Linked DNA regions of Sus scrofa: region 2 is linked to region 1. The links are chromatin contacts, called in public Hi-C maps. All regions are on one chromosome and are shown on one strand. The core of a region is the stretch at or near the end of the contact, and the rest is flanking DNA. Distances in the headings are between cores, read along the strand shown.

Region 1 (7,408 bases), core at 2,033-4,532:
CTCCGCATGTGGAAGTTCCTGGACCAGGGTTCGAACCCATACCAAAATTGTGACCTACACCACAGCTGTAGCAACACCAGATCCTCAACCCACTATACCTCATGGCAACTTCCTAAAATGTGCCACTTCTAATGACAACCAGGGAAATGTTTTCCACCCAAATTCTAAAGCAGTCGGGATCTCTCATGTGGTCTACAAATCACCTCATTGGAATTACTTATTAAAAGCATAGTCTTAGGTCACGTTCCAGAGCTGCAGAAACTAAATCTTACGAATGGAGTCTGGGAATCTAAATTTTTAACACACTCTCCAGGTAATACTCCTGATGCACACCAAAGTTTGAAAACCAATGATCTAGATGCAGGGATAGAAAAAATGAGGCAGGTTCTCCTACATCACATTTTTGACTACAAAGCCCAGAATGGTTTTATCCCAAAGCTTTTGACCCAGAGAAGTCATAAAACGTAAGCAAACAAAAAGGTTCTTAATGTGTGATTATGTACTCTTCTCCGTCAATGATATAACAAGTTAAAAGTGCCCTAATAGACTAAATGAGTATGATAAATGAAAGACCCCTTCTCAGTGGAACTCTCAGGGCTGTCAACTACATTCTCATATGGACAGTCTCTTTCTTTGCCTCTGATGTGCCAGCTTTGATACATATGATGCTTTTCCTTTATATACCCCTATCATAGCATTTAACTAGATCATAAATTTTTTTAAGGGAGGTAAGGAGACTATGTGTCCAGCACCTAAAACATGGACAATACATAAGCTCTTATGTATGTAGATTCCTTTTATGGATGTGGAGACTGAAACTCACAGCCTACCACCATGGCCAAAGTCATTCGTGGAATGAGAGGCAGAAATTTAATCTCATATCTCCTGATACTAGATTCTGTGTGCTCTGTTAAGCCTTGGTGACTCCCAGCACTTGAAAGCAGGAAATTTAACCTCCCTTTTAGTACCTCGCATATTTGCTACAAGAAATAAAGCAAAAATGACTACACACTTACCAGAGGCATCTTCTGTCAGGCTCTCTTTATCCTCAGATCTTGACTGTCTTCTTTTGGAAACCATTTTGATCAAAGTCTTCCTCAGTTAAATTTCAAGAGCAAAATCAGAGAAAAGAAGTTAACCCCAAAGAACTGAATAAATTCTGAGAAGTTAAAGCTATAGCTCTAAGAAAGCTACTCTATCCAAAGCCAAACACTTTATAAGAATGCTCTCTGAGAAAACTTCAACTCCTACATCTGGTCAATACTCCCTTGCTTTCAAGATTGGTTTATCTAGTTGCCTCCTTAGTCAGGCCACTTCCCTCTTGTTGAAGGATAAAACCCACAGTTCTCTATATAACATTTAAGATCTTTCACCATCTAGGAGTCCCCACTGTGGCACAGTGGATTAAGAATCTGTGGGGATTATGATCATTATACAACTACAGATGTGATAAATTCATTTGAGTAATAAAAAAAAATAAGATGTTCAGCACAACATAAAGCACAAAAAAAAAAAAAAAAAAAAAAAAGGAATCTGTGGGGATGCGGTTAGATCCCCAGCCCAGAACAGTGGGTTAAAGATCTGGTGTTGCTGCAGCTGTGGCATAGGTCACAGCTGCAGCTCAGATTCAATCCCTTGTTGGAATTTCCATATGCTGTGGGTGCGGCCATACTAAAAAAAAAAAGAATGTTCACCATCTAGGGTACTATGAGAAAATTAGTCTAATTGAGAGTGATGAAGAAAAACAGCAAGAATTTCTCAGGGATAATCTCTTTGAGAAAGTGATTTTGAAGCAGCACCCTGAAGTTGAAAGCTGAAATAAGAGATAGCCAGTAGAAGAGGTATGAGAAGAGTGGTCCAGGCAGAGAAAAACTCAACAGAGAAACAGGAAGGAGAATGTAGAGTCAGAAATGAGCCTGCAGAGGTAGAGGAGGGTCTGAACCACAGGGACTACTACTCTATTTTGCAAACCAGAACCTTCCTGTCTCAGTGTTTTTGGATAAGGTGTTCTTTCCAACTGAAATGCTCTTATCTGCCTGTAAATTACTCCACCTCCTTAAAGACTCAGTCAAAAGCCATCTTCCTTGAAGAGTGTTCCTCCTATTCCCAGGGAGTTTACCACTCCAGCTTCCCTGATCCACAGAGATGTGTGGGAGCCCTTACCGCCAGGCTCTTTGAGAGCAAGAACCTAGTGTCACTTATCTCGGTATCCCTTGACCCCAGCACAGCACCTGGCATTAAAAACTTCCAAGAATATTTGCTAAAGGAGAATGGCTGGCAGGAAGGTAACTACTAACAGCTAGCAAAAACTATTTTAAGTGCTTTATGTTTAATACTTCATTTATTCCTCATAAAACTTTTTTTTTTTTTTTTTTTTGGTCTTTTTGCCATTTCTTTGGGCCGCTTCCGCGGCATATGGAGGTTCCCAGGCTAGGGGTCAAATCGGAGCTGTAGCCCCTAGCCTACGCCAGAGCCACGGCAACGCAGGATCCGAGCCGCGTCTGCAACCTACACCACAGCTCACCGGCAACGCCGGATCCTTAACCCACTGAGCAAGGGCAGGGACCGAACCCGCCACCTCATGGTTCCTAGTCGGATTCGTTAACCACTGCGCCACGACGGGAACGCCATAAAACATTTTGAAGTAGATACCATTATTATTCTCACATTGAGTGGCAGAGCTGGGGTTCCAATTTAGCAATCCGGCTCCAGAATTTGACTCTTAACTACCAACTACACGTACTCTTGATTATAATAATGGCTTCCAATAAAAGTTAATATCCGCTACATACCAAGCACCATGCTAAGCGTATTCTTTATCCGTGGCCTCGTTTACTACTTATAAACACTACCAGCCATTCTGCAGACGGAAAAACTAAAGTAAGTCAGGCCGTCTGATTTCTGCGCACACATCTTTAACACGTGCTAACCCATCACGCTTCCAGAAAAGTCTGAAAGCCGAGGAGATAGGGCGGGCTGCCCGGACCAATTCGGTAAATCCCTCCTTATTTCGTCATTTTAACGACGCAGCAAGGTATCTGGGGGTGGGGGGTGGGTACTGGCACGCGACAAAGGAAGCTCAGGTTTGGGGCTCGAAGCCTCAGAGGGAAAAGCCGCGCTCGGCGGGGGCCTTGGGACCAGACCACAGGGCAAGGGACCTCGAGGGACAATGACCGCTGCTCCACTTACCCGCCAAGAAGTCACCGCCCTAGGCTTCGACTTTCCCGCCCCGCACGCCGCCACGCCAACGCCACCGGAGCGCGCCTGGCCGTTACGTCAAACTTCCGCGCCGGAAGTGGGCGGGCCAGTGGCCCGGCCTGGGGGAAGGGAGTGAGGGCCGAGGCTACCGTGGTGGGTCCCCCGCCAAGCTGGTTAAGGGGAGTGAGAAGGCCCGGAGACTAACTCGACGAGAAACCCCGCGCCCCGGGAAAAAGAAACCCGGCTACACCCGCAGGCCGCCGGCGCTCTGTGAAGATGGCGGGGCCTGAGCTACTGCTCGACTCCAACATCCGCCTCTGGGTGGTCCTGCCAATCGTTATTATCACCTTCTTCGTGGGCATGATCCGTCACTACGTGTCCATCCTGCTGCAGAGCGACAAGAAGCTCACCCAGGAACAAGTCTCTGACAGGTTAGCGCCCTCCCTTCTCCGGCGATCCTACTCTCCTATGACCTTGGGCAAGAAAATGTAGGGGTTATGTTAGTTTGCCGGGGTTTCTCATCGCCCCCCCCCACTACCTCAGTGTTCTTTGGCTGTGTGTTTCACTTTCCTCATCTGCAAAAAGAGGATGATAACAGGACATGCCCCATAGAGCAGGCGTGGGGATTAAATTTTAGATGATGTCTATGGAGACTTTATCATAGACTTGGGGCATGGTAGTTGTTCAATAAAATGTTGCTCTTAATATTATTAGGCTAGTGGCCAACCCTCGGTGGTCTTATCTATGAACTCTTAATCAAAAAGATAGGTGTGATTATACTTCTTTTACCAAACTACTGTGGTGGTCAGCTTTCCAAGTGCTTTGCAAATGTAAAACTGTCATAGAGATGTGAGGAGATGTAATTAATCATTTCCCTTCCTGGAGTGGAGACAACATCTTCCTCATGTGCTTCATGACTGTATCTACCTGTGTCAAGAAGTAATTTGAGAGAATTTAGGTGATATCCAGACATGTGTCCACTCCATATCAAATTAAAAAATTTTTCAGTTAATCGTTCTGATTATTTTGAGACCAACTCAGGCGAATGCTACCATGTCTTTAACACTTTCCTATCACATATTAATCACATTTTAACAAAGAGCAAGCCTTAGGTTCAGAACTTTGCCCAGGTAACAATATCTAGCTGAAAGTTAATAATGTTCTTTTGTTTTTATTGCAGTTATGTTAACATTTATTTTCTATGTGTGGCAAACAATACTGGTGTTAAGCCATGTTGCTGGTAATTGAAAGACTTCTAAAACTTATATAAGTAGGAAAAGTTGATATATAAAAAAATATTAAGTTTTTAGTAGTACAACTGCTTGGTAAATAAGACAAAAACCATAATCATGGAATGGGAATAACTGAAGTTTGGAAAGCACTGCTTTATCATTTTCAGTTGTGCCTCCCAATTCAGTTGAGAATAATCATAAACCAGTACTTATTAAACACTTATTTTCTGCTAGGCATTATGCTAAGCACTTATATTCATTAACATTTAAAATTCAGAGCAGTTCTGTGAGGTAGATGCTATTCAGTTTTAATAGAAACTGAGGCTTAAGAGGATCCAAAGTCACACATGGTGACATTCAGGACTTGAAGCCAAGTTTTTTGGTTCCCATGTCTGGAGCTCTTTCCCCTGTACCACAGCAGCTACTTCAGTTATTTTTCTGTGGCATCAGTTTCAGAACTGATCAGAACTAACCTCCTGGAGATAATCTTAAGAAGTCAGTTCACCACAGAAAGGAAGGCTATAGAAAGATATAAAATGACTGGAGTTCAGACATTCAGCATTGTTTAATTACTGACACCAATAACTGTTTTCCTTTTATCCCCACAGTAACACTAAGATAATCCTGAATCCCCTGAAGAAAAGGAAGCCCAGAGAGGTTAAGTGGCCTCCCCAAAGTAACCAAAATAGTAAAATACTGTGCCTGTAATTAAATCCATATGAGACTCACTTCCAAATTAAATTCTCTTGCCCACAATAACTGCTGTCACAGATTTTTCTGCCATAATTTTCTGCTCTGGGTTCACCATGTGATTTCAGAGTGATGTTTCTGAATGATATCAGACTCAAAGCTCCTTTTTCTAACTCAAAATGAAATTCACAGTTGGTACAATCTACACACAAGGTGGGAGTTTTTTGTTTTTTGCTTTTTGAGGCCACACCCACAGCATATGCAAGTTCCCAGGCTAGAGGTCTAATTGGAGTTAGAGCTGCCGGCCTACACCACAGCCACAGCAATGCCAGATCCAAGCTGTGTCTGCGACCTACACCACAGCTCATGGCAACACTGGATCCTTAACCCACTGAGCGATGCCAGGGATCCAACCCACAACCTCATGGTTCCTAGTCGAATTCATTTCGCTGCACCACGATGGGAACTCCATGTTTGTTTGTTTTTAAAGGCAATGTGCCCTAGTTGTAACAATCAAGAGAAAAGGAAAATATATAAGTGCTTAAGCACAACAGCCCTAGAAGATATGATGCAGAAGTCAGATGCATCATAAAATCACCATAATTGGGGTGGAGCAACAGGATTTTGGAAGCACTGGGATGTGGGTTTGTTCTCCAGGCCAGCACAGTGGGTTAAGGATCCAGTGTTGCCGCAGCTGTGGTTTGGTTCGAGGCTGTGGCTCAGATCTGATCCCTGGCCTGGGAACTCACATGCCATGGGGTGACCAAAAAAAAAAAAAAAAAAAATCGCCATAATTGGGGAGTTCCTATTGTGGCTCAGCAGGTTAAGAACCTGACATAGTGGCAGAGGATGCAAGTTTGATCCCTGGCCTTGCTCAGTGGGTTCAGGATCCAGCATTGCCACAAGCTACAGCCTAGGTAACAGGTGCAGCTCAGATCCCAAGTTGCTGTGGCTGTGGCTTAGGCTGGGCAGCTGCAGCTCCGACTTGACCCCTAGCCTGGGAACTCCCATATGCCGCAAGTGCAGCCCCAAAAAAATAAAATCACCATAATCAAAACATGTTCCATTATAGAAGTGTTCGCTTCTTAGATATCACAGAAGTTATGGCTTGGATGTGATTTCCCTAAATGGTAAACTATGCTTGATAAAGTTCTAAACAAACCAAAGTGCAGTTTTCCTTATATTTACTTGGTGGTTACATCCCTGAAAGTTAAGTATATATAAAAGTCACCCCCACACACACAAAAAATGGATATTAGGTTTGAGGCTTGGATAATTAAAAACAATTCAAGAATTCCCTGGAGGCCTAGTAGGTTAAGGATCTAACATTGCCACTGCTGTGGCATGGTTTCAGCCCTTGGCCCCAGGAGCTTCTGCAAGCACAGCAACCCCCCCCCCCGCCCCCGCAAAAAAAGAAGAAGCAATTCACAGGGATATTCAAAAGATATGGGACAGTTATTCATGTTACACAACTGTCTCCAGCATCGAGGGATACTTAGCATCCTTTCCCTTAACAAATGTCAGTTTTAACCACGCCACCATTTTAACAATCACAAAATTTCCACAGGAATTCCCTCAAGGCGAAGCAGTTAAGGATCTGGTGTTGTCACTGCAGTGGCTTGGTCATTGCCATGACATGGGTTCAATTCCTGGCCCAGGAATTTCCATATGCCACAGGCGTGGCCGTAATTTTTTAAAAAAATCCATTTTGACTATTTTTAAGCATACAATTCAGTGGCATTAAGTACATTCACATTGCTGTGCAGCTGTCACCACCATCCACTTCCATAATATCTTCCTCATCCCTAGCAGAAACTCTGAACCTATTAAATAATAATTTCTCATATCCTTCTCCCCCCAGCCCCTGGGGCCCACCATTCTACTATCTCCAGGATTTGCCTGCTTTAGGTACTTCATGTAAATGAAATCATACAGTATGTCATTTTGTGTCTGGCTCATTTCATTTAGTATAATGTTTTCAAGGTTCATCCGTGTTGTTGCAAATAGCAGGATTTCCTTCTTTTTCAAGGATAAATAATATTCTGGTGTGTGTGTGTGTACACATACATCACGTAATTTTTAATCCTTTCATGGTGGAATTGCACTTGTCTTCAAAATACTGATTTCATTTACTGTAGATATATATCCAGAGTGGAATTGCTAAATCATATTTTTATATGATTCTATGCTATTTTTAATTTAGAAGAACCTCCATACTGTTTTGCATAAAGGTTGTACCACTTTACTCCCATGAACACGGGTTTCCTTTCCTTCCCCTTTCACTCTTA
Region 2 (7,408 bases), core at 2,997-5,496, 73 kb before region 1:
AATTGTATGTTTAAAGTGCTACAGATGCCCCCTCAAAATAAACGCCAACAAACTCTTTGTACCACCAAATCACATGATAAACACAACACAAGCCTCCCAGGTACACAGCAGAACTGAGTCATACTCAGGGCTTAGAATGGGAAAATAAATCCCACTCACTCATCCTGAGTCATCCAAGTCCAAGACGACAGACTCAAGTCTGTCCTTATGATTTATCCAGTTTCTCAGCCTGGTGGTCTTTGTTTCGTTATACTGTCAATCTTCAGGAACTTGCCTCAGGTATACTGAACTGCTAAGTCAAATTGCTTTAACTTTAAATTTTGCTAATTGTTCTTACTTGTAATTAATGTTTTTTTCGTTAAAAGGATTAAATTTACTTCCTAAGATCTTCACAAACTACCTACTAATTACTCCAAATGCTAGGCCATTATCCTCACTTTAAAGGATAGGCCACTAAACTGGCCTAAACTGAGGGAAACCATTCCTTCCAGCTCCTGAAGATTGGACTCCTGTGTGTTTATTTCCAGGCTTGTTGGTCTAGAACTTGTTGGAAATTTCAAAAAAAGAAAAGCATTCTCTATCTAATAATAAAATGTGACACACAGATACAAAATCTCACAGCAGCTATTTCCTTACTTATAAAGCAGGAAAAGACACATTTCTCCTCCACAAAGCCTAAGCTCAAACTCAAAATTTTCAGTTAGTTCCAAGACTCACTATAAATTTAGTGATACGTCAAGAAGTTTTGTGCCAGAGATAAACATATGTTTATTATATGCTTATTAACATGATTCAGTGCTCAAAAATGAAGTTATTACATTATCTGCATGCAAACTAGGGGGACTGGGATGCTAGATGACTTAAATTTTGAAAAACAGTCCCAGTTTAACTGGGTTTTTTTTAGGTTCTTTATTTACTGAACTGACATTCTTAATACTTTGCTTGGATATTCTTTCTACATATCCAATATTAACTCCTACCAGATAAATGAAGTCTTTTAATTCTGCTTTTAAAAGAAAAAACTCTCCATGTCAGTTATTTGTCCAACTGCTTTCCATGCCTCTACAGAAAAGGACAAAGTCTCAAAACTGTGATCCTGTCAGCACTCCATCCTTCCCTGAGCATGGAATATTTTGCTTGCTCCTATGTGGCCTTTTCTCTGACAGAATGTTATGAGTAAAGAATCCTCAATAATAGTTTAGCTCTCTAAGAAAGTAGGAGGGACAATTATCAGAACATTGAAAGAGTTTACAATGAACTTTAAAAAATAACTTCAGGGGAAGTTCTATCACGGCTCAGTGGTTAACGAACCCAACTAGCATCCATGAGAACACAGGTTTGAGCCCTGGCTCAGTGGGTTAAGGATCTAGCGTTGCCATGAGCTGTGGTGTAGGTTGCAGACACAGCTCGAATCCCGTGTTGCTGTGGCTGTGGCACAGGCTGGTGGATGCAGCTCCAATTCGACCCCTAGGAACTTCCATATGGCAGCGCTAAAAAAAAAAAAAGAAAAAAAAAGACAGAAAAAACTTGAGGGAGGTCCATGGCTCAACAGGTAAAGGTTGTCACTGTTGAGGTTTAATCCCTGGCCCAGGAACTTATTTATTTATTTTGCTTTTTAGGGCTGTACTCATGGCATATGGAAGTTCCAGGTCAAAATGGACCTGTAACTGCCAGCCTACACCACAGCCACAGCAACTTGGGATCAGAGCCGAGTCTGTGACTTACACCACAGCCCACAGCAAGGGCGAACCTGAATCCTCATGGATACTAATTTCTATTTCTTCTTTTTCTGCTGCTGCTTTTTTTTTTGCTACACCCTCGGCATGTGGAAGTTCCCAGACCAAGGACTGAACTGTGCCACAGTTGCAGCCTGTGTCACAGTTGTGGCTTGTGCCTCTTTAACCTGCTGCACCACACAGGAACTTCCAGGGATCTATAATTTCCTTTCTTTCTTTTTTTTTTTTTGTATTTTTAAGGCTGCTCCCATGGCATATGGAAGGCTAAGGGCTGAATCAGAGCTTCAGCTGCCGGCCTATACCACAGCAACAAGGGACCCGAGCTGCATCTAAGACCTACATCACAGCTCATTGCAACGCCAGATCCTTAAACCACTGAGCAAGGCCAGGAATCAGTGAGAGTCCTCATGGATACTAGTCAGGTTCATTACCACTGAGCCATGATGGGAACTCCCAGAGATCTATAATTTCTTAACTACCATTCCTATCACAACTTCTATAGCAAGTAATATGTATGAATATGTATCACTGGCATATAATTTATACTATTCTTACTGCTCACTAATACAACCTTTCCCCCAGTCCCTGAATGAGGACTCCACCATCCCAAAACATATCAAGATTATAGTTCTAGAGGTCCTGCAGTGGTGCAGTGGGTTAAGAATCCGACTGTAGTGGCTCTGGTCACTGCAGAGGTGTGGGTTCAATCTCCAGCCCAGGGCACTGGGTTAAAAGATCTGTTGTTGCTGCAGCTGTGGCTTGAATTCAATCCCTGGCCCAGAAATTTCCATATGCCATGGGTATGGCTATAAGAATTTTAAACATTTTTTAAAAAGGTTATAGTCCTACACATTTGTATGCAAGTATATATATTTATATATTTTATAAGCTTATTATAAATAAATAATGTGTATTTACATACAAATGTAAAAGACCATGTATATATTTGTCTTTTCAGGGCCAAACCCAAGGCATATGGAAGTTCCAAGGCTAGGGGTTGAATCGGAGCTGTAGCTGCTGGCCTACACCACAGCCAGAGGAATGCAGAATCCCAGCCACCTCTGCACCCTACACTACAGCTCCTGCAACACAGATCTTTAAATTACTGAGTGTGGCCAAGAATCAAACACAGGTCCTCATGGATACTAGTCAGGTTTGTTACTGCCGAGCAACAAGGGGAATTCCTATATGTAAATATATTAAATCAGAAACAATGTTCTGCTTTGCTCTGATGTCATTATTTCATCTTCAAAATAGAAATCACTTAATTGTAGGAAATGGTTCTTATTCTGTCTTCCCCACAGAGACTGAGAAAGAGCCTTGTACTCAGATCTAGTTTGTCTTGCTGATGCTTTTGGACAAATCTCTTGCTGTCACCTTTATACACTCCTTTGGACTTCTCTTAGCAAGAAAATAATTCCTTTTTAAGTCTTTTTAAATTTATCAGTTTCCCCTACTTAATCGCTTAATGTTGCTGAATTAGTGGGCCAGAAGCACAACTGGAAAAAGATCACTAGATGTCATCCCCACACCTTGTGATGACATAAAAAGTTTACCCAGTGCCCGGTTCTTTCAAAGTAACACTCGGAGAACAAGAGTCAGGAGTCTCTGCTGCAGGGTGTAGCACAAGGATAGGAAACAACGCGGAAGGAACTTTAAGACTGTCACGGACAGGTCATGCCAAGGAAAGATTTTGCTAGAAGCAGACAACACCCACTGTGGTCTAGATACTAGCGATGCAGAGATGTCCCTGGCCGGACGCGATGTGGGCCCTCCTCCGCTCTCATCTACCACTCTGCACAGCACACGCCGAGACAGGAAAGGACCGACAGGAGGGGCGACTAACAGGCTCGACGCTAAAGGGCTTCTGGACAGCGCTCTCTGAGCACCAAGTGACGACTGAAACGAAGCACAAAAGAAGGGAGACGCCTGAAGAGAAGGAAAGATTCAGGCGATGGATGGGGCTGTCTGACACGTCCGGGAAAGGAACGGACTTGTTACTGGATGCGGGGGGAAGGCAATGAAGCCGATGAGCTCAGCGTGGGGCAGGATAACCCCACAGGGAATGATCAGTGGAGGCCGGGGGTCAGAGCGAGAGGGGAAAAGTGCGGCCTGAAGGCGGAAGCAAACACCAGCAGGAGCCCACGGCTCCCAGAACCCGCGTCAAAGCTTCTCAGCGCCCTCCCTAGGCGGGCCCCCCTCCTCCCTGCCTCCCCCTGCTCGCCCGCTGACCAAACGAGTTGAGAAAGTCTGCGATTTTCTTGATGCTGCTGGTGATGACTTCAATGTACTCCCGGTTCGCCCAATCCTGGTGAATCTCCCGCTGCACGGGATCCTCTTGGCCTGCCATGGCTGCAGCTGAAGGAAGCGCGACTGCGCACGCGCCTCGACCCTCCAGGCCTCCAGTGCGCCGACGCAGCCAGCCCACGCCCATGCTCGGTTGGCCACAAATCCACAGGCTTCGTGATGCGCCTGCGCATTGTCAAGTCCCCGCCAGCGTCTTCGCTCTTCTCCCACACCCCGGAAAACGGTGGCCGCAAAACCGGCTTGGAGAATGGAGTGCGCACGCACTCAGAGCCCCCCCCGTCCCCCCTCAGTCACTGGCAGTTTTGGTCGTTAGGGGGCGCGTGAGCCCGCATCAACCCTAACTTCAGGCGCTCCAAACTGAGATCTCTGACCACAATAAGCTGGGCAATGCCAATTAAACCACAGAAAACACAAGTCATTTCAAAAATGCCTTTTAACAACACATGATGCCCACCTTGCATTTATCAAATGAACAAAAGGTTATTTTTTTAAACTATAATACTTAGAGATGAAGAGGCTGGCTGAAGGGAAATGGGAAAATTAGTAAATAGCTGGTCATACTGTAAGCTGGCAAGATCTATTCAGAAGGAAATTTAATAAAGTCATTGGTGGAGTTCCCGTTGTGGCTCAGCCGTAAGGAACATGACTAGTATCCATGACGTGGATTCCATCCCTGGCACTAGCTCAGTGGGTTAGATAGAGCTGCAGAGTCTTTGATCTGATGGCTGTGGTCCAGGCTGGCAGCTTACAGCTTTGATTCGACCCCTAGCCTGGGAAGTCCACATGCCTTGGGATGCGGCCCAAAAAAGACAAAAAAGAAGAGCTCATTGGAAAAGAGAAAACACTTTGAGCACAATGTTCTTAAAGGCATCATTCATTTAAAAAAACAAATCTCAACTGTTGGGGAATGGCTAAATATCAGTATAGTCACTTAGAGCAATATTATGAGGTCATTTAAATGTCAATTATGGCAACAGAACACACATGCTAAAGTGAAGAAGAAAACAAAATACAAAATTTTTTCTTTTCTTTTTTTTTGGTGGGGGAGCCCGCACCCCTGGCATATGGAGGTTTCCAGACTAGGGGGTCTAATCAGAGCTGTAGCTGCCAGCCTATGCCACAGCAATGCCAGATCAAAGCAGCGTCTGCAAACCTACACCACAGCTCACGGCAACAATGGATCCTTGACCCGGTGAGCAAGGCCAGGGATCTAACCCGAAACTTCATGGTTCCTAGTCGGATTCGTTTCTAATGTGCCACGATGGGAATTCCTTTTTCTTTTTCTTTTTTAACAATTTTAAAAAATATTTTGTCTTTATTTATTTAGTCTTTCTGCCATTTCTTGGGTCGCTCCCACGGCATATGGAGGTTCACGAGGCTAGCGGTCGAATCCGAGCTGTAGCTGCCAGCCTACGCCAGTGCCACAGCAACATGGGATCCGAGCGGCGTCTGCAACCTACACCACAGCTCACAGCAACACCGGATTGTTAACCCACTGAGCGAGGCCAAGAACCGAAGCCGCAACCTCATGGTTCCTAGTCGGATTCGTTAACCACTGCGCCACGATGGGAACTGTCTTTATTTTATATAATGATATTTTTTCCATTATAGCTGGTTTACAGAGTTCTGTCATTTTTTCTACTGTACAGCATGATGAACCATTGTCTAACAATTTTTAATCATATAATTTTGCTTTGCAGACTTTCATTAAAAAAAACTCAACTGCACAATAAAAACTTTTGTCTCTGATTCAAGAGAAAATAAAGGAGTTCCCATTGTGGCTCAGCAGTAACAAACCCGACTAGTATCCATAAGGATACAGGTTTGATTCCTGTCCTCGCTCAGTGGGTGAAATATCCAGCATTGCCATGAGCTGTGGTGTAGGTCTCAGACACAGCTTGGATCCTGCATTGCTGTGGATGTGGTGTAGGCCGGCAGCTGCAGCTCTGAATCGACCCCTAGCCTGGGAACTTCCATATGCTGTGCTAAAAAGACTAAATAAGTAAATAAATAAATTAATTAAATAAACTTACTAGGGAAAAAACCAGTAGTTCAAAATCATTTTAGTCTTTTCCAAGACTCATCAGTCTCTGCCCCTCTCCATTTTTCTGCCTCAGCCTCCCACTCTCTCCACTGATCTCTCCTTCCACAGGCACATGCACACAGTGGACACCTGACAATTCTTGACAAGTCCCTCCAGACTATCAGATCTTCCAAACTAGAATCTTATCCTGACACCACATCCCCAGGCTCCCAGTCTCCTCCCCTTGGCTTCATCCAAAGAGCCAGACAAAAAGGTGACTGCTCATAAAGCACCAGGGCAATTTCTGGGTTTGTAAGCTAAGGGCAGGTGGGCCATTAGTTAATTTGTTCTTTTTGAGATTTAACAGGAAGCAGAGCAAAGTTTTTGGCCAGGAAGTCAGGGAGAGACATGAATCTTTCTTCTTGCTCTTGACAGGTTAGCATTTATAAACTGTCTCCTAGTGCCTGGATCTTTCCAGTGCAGCAGCAAAAGACTTTGGAACTCTGCGCAAGTCAGCCTGAACCCCCAGAGCAGGGTTTAAAGACTAGAACTTACTCCCCCTCTTTTTTTTTTTTTTGGTGGTGCTCAGGGCATGCGGAAGTTCCTGAGCCAGGGATAAGAACCTGCACCCTAGCAGTGACACCACCAAATCCTTAACTGCTAGGCCGCCAGGGGAACTCCTGGAGCTTACTTTTTGACACTAACTATAGCTCCAGGAACACATGTAGATTCCAGGCCAGTCTTTGGAGTAGGCCCTCTTCTGCCAAATCAAAGGCACAGATCAACTGCCAAAGGGGAAGAGAGGGGGTGGGGGTCCAACTGGCACTGCTGAAGGCTAAGGCCCGGGCCAAGTGTTCCAGGGAGGTGGGGGCTCCCAGCGGGGCTCCTCGAGTCCCCCACCCCACCCCCACCCACCGCGTGCTTTCCGGGTCACAAAGGCGGTTGCCAGGCGCCCGGTGGAGAAAAGATGCGGCCTGGAAACAGCGGCCGCCACTCTGGAGCGTGTGGCCCTCGGAGTTCAGCAGGTGAGCCCCTGGCCCGGATGGTGGGACCGGCCTGGGCTCTCACCACCACCTCCGCTAGCCCTCTGTCCCCGCCCCCGGGTAGGGACCCCCGGGGACAGCCCACTCTCCTGGCCGGAAGGGGAAGCCTTCCCCACTCAGGGTAGCTCCAGCCCCTTGGGATCGCAGTTCACAGTTCACAAGAACCTCAGGGGTACTTAAGACGCTGTCTTCCACTTTCCCAGATGGGGAAATCAGGATGCGGGTCCTCGGAGGGGGACTGGTACCAAGGGGAAGACTTTTTAGCCAGAACCAGGTGTTCCCCATTTGGGAGCTACTAG

The links. A called contact is a pair of places that touch in the nucleus more often than the background predicts.
Region 2: a contact with region 1 is called in a Hi-C map of skeletal muscle, with 5 times the contacts expected there. The contact joins the promoter of BRK1 here to the promoter of FANCD2 in region 1. A contact is called at or near these places in 5 of 47 Hi-C or Micro-C datasets (brain, epiblast stem cells, heart right ventricle and 2 more) and 2 of 2 datasets of contacts at active chromatin or transcription factors (alveolar macrophages and skeletal muscle).

What each region holds. Positions count from the first base shown.
Region 1 is chr13:66,237,825-66,245,232 of Sscrofa11.1, reverse strand. FANCD2 (Fanconi anemia group D2 protein) reads right to left here and starts at 3,282. Exons shown (of 44, transcript XM_021069313.1): 1 at 3,190-3,282; 2 at 1,017-1,092. The coding sequence starts at 1,080. EMC3 (ER membrane protein complex subunit 3) reads left to right here and starts at 3,270. Exons shown (of 8, transcript XM_003358517.4): 1 at 3,270-3,629. The coding sequence starts at 3,475.
Region 2 is chr13:66,312,276-66,319,683 of Sscrofa11.1, reverse strand. BRK1 (protein BRICK1) reads right to left here and starts at 4,246. Exons shown (of 3, transcript XM_003132361.5): 1 at 3,969-4,246. The coding sequence starts at 4,170. It overlaps FANCD2OS (FANCD2 opposite strand protein), which reads left to right and starts at 6,719. Exons shown (of 2, transcript XM_021069317.1): 1 at 6,719-7,091. The coding sequence starts at 7,034.